Regions from separate parts of the Sus scrofa genome. Here region 1 is linked to region 2. The links are chromatin contacts, called in public Hi-C maps. All regions are on one chromosome and are shown on one strand. The core of a region is the stretch at or near the end of the contact, and the rest is flanking DNA. Distances in the headings are between cores, read along the strand shown.

Evidence for each region. Hi-C and Micro-C count contacts between places; a contact is called where the count stands out from the background.
Region 1: a Hi-C map of retroperitoneal adipose tissue shows a contact between it and region 2, with 2.5 times the contacts expected there. The contact joins two enhancer-like sites. A contact is called at or near these places in 7 of 47 Hi-C or Micro-C datasets (embryonic fibroblasts, heart right ventricle, liver and 3 more) and 2 of 2 datasets of contacts at active chromatin or transcription factors (alveolar macrophages and skeletal muscle).

The regions. Positions count from the first base shown.
Region 1 is chr1:159,180,004-159,182,793 of Sscrofa11.1, reverse strand. All of the region lies in intron 1 of TNFRSF11A (tumor necrosis factor receptor superfamily member 11A), which reads left to right. Among named protein-coding and RNA genes, the nearest start is that of TNFRSF11A, 6.1 kb to the left of the region's middle. Within about 2 kb of position 1,488, at least 18 of the 83 cell types and tissues checked have an H3K27ac peak or open chromatin away from gene starts, as enhancers often do. A contact at or near this core is called in retroperitoneal adipose tissue, where this site is marked.
Region 2 is chr1:159,098,741-159,101,688 of Sscrofa11.1, reverse strand. No RefSeq gene overlaps it. Among named protein-coding and RNA genes, the nearest start is that of ZCCHC2, 78 kb to the right of the region's middle. Within about 2 kb of position 1,663, at least 4 of the 83 cell types and tissues checked have an H3K27ac peak or open chromatin away from gene starts, as enhancers often do. A contact at or near this core is called in retroperitoneal adipose tissue, where this site is marked.

The DNA of each region.
Region 1 (2,790 bases), core at 239-2,738, 81 kb before region 2:
GTGAGCTTTGAGGTTTGACACTGAGTGGGCGGCGGGCAGATCCGCGAAGCCTGGTATCTCTGTCCTCATTCCGGAGGCGCTGTCAGGCTGTCTGTCAGTCTGTTTCCTGCAGGCACCCCCCCACCCTCGCCTTGTCTGGGAGGTGGTGGGGGGGCGGGGAGCGGTCAGCTCTCTTCTCCATCTGCATAGACCTGTGCTAACTTGCTGTCTTTGTTTTGTGGACCACCTGTGACTTCCAGCCTCAGATTCTGTGGGCTGCCACATTCAGGGCAGAGCTCTTGCCAGCATTTGAGTTGACCGTGTTCATTTAGTTTCAACAAAGCGAGAGCGCCTCCTCCAGGTCGGACACCCTGCAGTAGACTAAGGAGACAGCAGGGGCAGCGCAGTGGTCTTCAGGAAGCGCCCAGTCTAGACACATGCAGGCAGTAGGGCACTTGTGTCACTGGTGAGCTTTCCAGGTGTAGTGGGCACCCAGGACAAGAGTGTCTTAACCAGCCTGAAAGTGTTGGGGAGAACATCCCCTTCTTCCTTACCCAGCAATTGTCCAAAGCACAGAAAAGGGGTGAGGGGCAGCATTTGGGCTCAGGGTTCAAGGCTGGCTCGTGCTGGCTGGTGGTAGGCATGGCAGGAGGCCTGACAGTGCAGTGTTTGCTGGCCCCTCTAAAGACAGCATTCTGGACTCCAAGGGCAGGTAGAGAGAGGGAGGCAGAGCCAGCACTCAGGGCCTTGTGGGCAAGCAAAGTAGTTTAGATTTTATCTCCATGTATTGTGGGCTGGGGAGGGACATGATCTGGTGTGTGTGTGTGTGTTCGCGTGTGTTATGGGAAAGAGTGCCCAGGGGTGGGTCCATGGGGCAGTAAGGAGGCCACAGTCTCTGCTTTGGGGAAGAGCTGGTAAAGTCCTGAATTGGGTCAGGGCAGTGGTGAGAAAAAGAAGCCAAGTGCAGGAGTGATTTCAGAAACAGCTGTGCTAGATGCCAAAGACACGGGGCAAAGGCTGTGGTTGGACCTATGATTTTTTAAAAAACTGTAGTTGATGTCAGAACAAAACAGCCGATCATTTGGATTGGTTTTTTCATAGTTTATTAAGGAAATTTCTGTCTTAGTCCAAATCAAAATCAATTGATTCAGGTTCAGGTTCAAATAAAGAAGGATTTCCCCACCTCCAAAAAAACACAAACAGTAAAGAAGGATGCAGTTTAGGATATGGAATCCCATTTGCTTTGGATTATCTTATTGGAGGTAAAAGTTCCTTAGACCACCCCCCACCCCACCCCACCCCACCCCGAAGCAAAAACAAGCTAAGAGTCCCAAGGCTTTGGGATCTGCAGGAAATTTCTATGCTCTGGAATTCAGAGCCATTTCCTGACCTAAAGGTGTCTTTGAATCAGAAGTTCAGGATGTAGGCAGAGTTTTAAAACTCAGGACTGAAGAGATAAGCAGCCAATGATTCCCAGGGGGTCCAGCGTTGGCCCTGACCCTCAGTCTTCCCACACTGGCCTCAGATTGGTCGCCTGCCCCCAGCAGAAGCGATGTTTACCTTGGACCCATAGCTCAGCAAAAGCTTTTCACTTGCACGAAACACCTTTTCCTGGTGGATTTTAGCGCCTCAGATGAGTGTTTCTCTTCCTCTCTACCCAACCCCTGTGCCTCCCCCATCCGAAAAAATCCTGGCCTAGCAGGTGACATGACACAAGCAAAGTCAGAGAGCTGCCAGGTTTCCAAGTGGCAGGAAAAACCGACTGCAAAAGCTACCCTTTGGGTTCATCAGAATAATAATAACTCATGACATTTCCTGTTCAGTGTTGAGAGTACAAGAGTCATTTCCTCCAGCCACCAGAAATTTGAAGACTTTCCTTTAAAAACGAGGAAGAAAAACTCTTAACTTTGGGGGAATGTGATGGTTAAACCTGGCAAGCGAGTTTTGTGTGATGTCACATGAACACCACAGCAGCATTTGCTGGCCTGGGTTTGCATCACCCCCCCAATGGGAAGTGAGCCACTTTTCGAAAGTTCTGATTTTTGAAAAATATTTGTTACTCTTTGGAATGTAGTTAGCAACTCACTTAAAAGCATATCCTTAAGTAGCACAAACGGCTGTCCACTGTATACCCAGTTGAAGAAAACCTGTCAAGGGCTCTCAATTTTGTACCCAAGGTAGAAAAGCAGGATAATGTCCAAAACGCTCATGGTAATGGGGAATCCGTTCCATTTTTCAAGGCTGATAAAATTATTCACACCCACCCTTGCTAATCCAGTGCACTGTTTAACAAGTTCCCAGAGGCAACTTCCCTAGAGCAGACCTAAATCTAATACTGTGTCACAATTCGACCCCATTTCCTCAAACTTGTTCTTTCACGGGGGTAGAGATCAGTTGGTCAATGTCTCTTTTATTTCACATTTCTTCTGTTGGAGATTGGCAGGCCACTACTTCCCCTTGCTCAGGTTATTCATTCTACTTCCTTAAACCTCCCTGTCAGCCTTTTTCCTTTCAGTTCTCTGCACCCTGCTTTTGCACTTCCTTAAGACACCCTGGAATACAGCAGACTTACCCTGAGCCCTGAAAAGCTCCCCAGCTAGTAGCACAGACAAGACTGCACAGTCCTCGTTCCTTGCAGTTAAGTGGGTCTAAACCTGCCAAGAGGAACAAGCAAGGTTCCGTGGGGGTGCAGAGTGGGACAGGATTGCAATGGAGAGCTGGGCTGGTGGTGCTAGGCTGGGCCTGGACGAATGGACACGATTCTGAAGGCAGAGAGAGCAGGGGAAGGGGCAGAGGTGGGGACAAGCAGAG
Region 2 (2,948 bases), core at 414-2,913:
AGCACAAATCTAGATCATTAAGTCCTCACGGGGACATCTGCTCTGAGTGAATGAGGATCAGATGAGATCTTCTGAAAACCTAATCATTGATACATGGGCTTGCATGTAGCCTAATTTGCATATATACCAGAGACTGTCTTACCTGTGCCTGGTTTACCTGCTCCATCTCAGTTATACAGGATACAGAAATAGTTCTCTCAGATGTGAACAGAATTTTCACTCAGCATTCTCAGATTCACAGACTTTTCCAGAGATATTTCTAAACTCAATGCTGAGGACTTGAACAAATGTCAGCCTCAGACATCTCTGGGCATCACGGTAGGCAGCAAAAGGGCTTATCCTTGGAGTTCCTGTGGTGGCTCAGCAGTAATGAACCCGACTAGTATACATGAGGATGCCCGTTCAATCCCTGGCCCCGATCAGTGGGTTAAGGATCTGGCGTTGCTATGAGCTGTGGTGTAGGTCAGCAGCTGCAGCTCTGATTTGACCCCTAGCCCAGGAACTTCCACATGCTGAGGTGGGTGTGGCCCTAAAAAGCCAAAAAAGGGTGGTGGTGCTTATCCTCACCTGGATATGGGAGTCAGAAATGGACCCACAGGGAGAAGTTCCCAGATGGAATTTTTCCATTAAGTTGTGAGCACAGTTTTCAACCGCAAAGAAACTAACTGATGGAAGCCCATGGCAAGCCACAAACTATTCTGCCTCTGAGTTGGTAATCATTTTAACAAAGACATGATTTCCTTTCAAGTGTGTAAAACAGTTTAGAGGAAACAGCACAGAAAGCTGGTTTGATCATTGGCTCATTTAATTTAGTTCAAGGGACATGCATCGGTCCAGAAGTATTAAATAATGTTCTAGGAAAATTGCTAGAAATCAAGAAAGAGGAAAACTAGGGGTCATGACAAGTATTAATTTATTTAGAAACTTTTCAAACATAGAGGAGTAAAAATAACATAATGAAGGTCTGTGTAGCTATTCAACAAATTCAATAATGATCAACACATGGCCAGTCCTGTTCATACTTCAATCCACTTTCTCCCCATCCTCAATGCATTACTTTAAAGAAAATCCCAGGCAATAAAATTATTTCATCTAAAAAATGAAACAAGCTCATTTAGGGAAGGAATGCATCTTCAGGCGCCATGGTAGAAAGGTAGTAAATTTTCAACTCCTTGCTCAAAATCCCATTGATTTTCCTGTGTTTTGGAGTTTGGAGGGACCATGCTCTGGGTCAGGTGATCATCCATGGTCATAATCCATGATCACCCGGGTATGACGTGATATCATCCAGTTCACGTGTCTCCATCTTATTAACATGGTACCATGAGAGCCTTTGGCAAAATCCACATCTCTGAGCTCTAAGCCTGCCCTTGATTTGTTAATCTGCTAGTCATCCTATAAAATGGGAACTGTGATTAGTTTGGTACCACCTGTTCTTAGAACCCATGACTGGGGCCAAAAACTGCTTAATGATAGACTCTAGCCAGGAATTAGCACTTCCTTGTCTATCCAAGCCAGATTCCACCTTTCCTCTTTTTCTTAAATGATGATGTCACACTTGTCATGGAGATTTGTCATTTCCCTCTCATTGAGCTGGTTCTTCAGACACCCATCCCCGAATTAGCTCCCAGCCCCCTCCCTTAATGTGGTCCATCTGAGCTTGAAGGCCAGTCTGCTCTCACTGTCTCTTGACTCAGGATGTTCAAGCCAGAGGGACCCTCCCTCTCTGGGTTTCAATCTTGAAGGTTATTTTTATTTTCTACTTCCCAGTAGAAAGATCCTTTTCCCCTGGATACAGAAACAAAAGCATTGTTGAGTAGTTGAGTTAAATTTCAGAGTAATTTGGTATTCCTTCAGGTGGGAAATGACACTGCCCCTCAGGCCAGGGAGTGACCTTCCTTGTTCCCTGGTCAACAAAGCCCTTGGGACTGGTCACAAGCTGTTTCAAGTCCTGATCCCTGGAGTCCTTAGAACTTCCTGAATTGGTTCTTAAAGGTCCAGACTCCTATTGGATGGCTGGCCGTTAGAAAGTCACCAGGGACTATCTCCCTGTGGGTACTGTCTTAGAACAATGTCTGCGTGGTGGGAATACCCCCTTGTTTCTCTTCTCAGTGGGTCCTAACACTACTCTCCTTAGCTGTCACCATCTGCTTTTCCCAGGCTTCCTTCTCCCACTTGAGCACTGTAAGAAGGGGCCTGGGAGTTCTCTGGGGACCTAGTGGTTAAAGATCCGGCATTGTCACTGCTGTGGCTCAGGGTCAATCTCTGGTCCGGGAACTTTTGCACACTTCGGGTACAGCTGAAAAAAAAAAAGGAGCCCAGCTATACGTCTCTCTGGCTCCCCTCCAACTCTAAATAAGCTTAGGAAACATTTTTGAAGCCATCCAAGGCAATTTAGTGCTGGTGAGAGCAGGAAAACAGCCAGAGGATGGGGATTAAAAATAACAGGAAAATTATAGGAAAGCTTTAACATCTCTAATAGTCATCCTTGGAACCCACTGTGTTGTGATTAAATCTAGATCTGCTCTTTCTCAGCCCCCCACAGGATCAGCAAGTCAGGTCTTCCCAGCCCTCTATCCCTGTGTCACTGGTAGGGATCCCTGTGAGTTTTCCTGTTTTCCCTCTCCTTCCTCTTCTCTATACCTTCCTGCCTTAAATGAAAGATGCAGATGTTAGGCTCTTTGGTCTACAAATCAGAAGTCCTCTCCAAATCAAATAGCTTTTTAGCTTTTTTCCCACCTGGTATAGTTATCTTAACACATTCCCCTCCCATCTGTGTGCACATGATGCACCTGAGTGCTGGTTGAGCAACTGTATAGATTTTTGTAGATGCCGCCCCTCATCATGTGGAATTCTATCAATACTCCATATAAAATTGTGTGTGTGTGTGTGTGTGTGTGTGTGTGTGTGTGTGTGTGTGATGTATATCTATATATAATTCTTCTTAC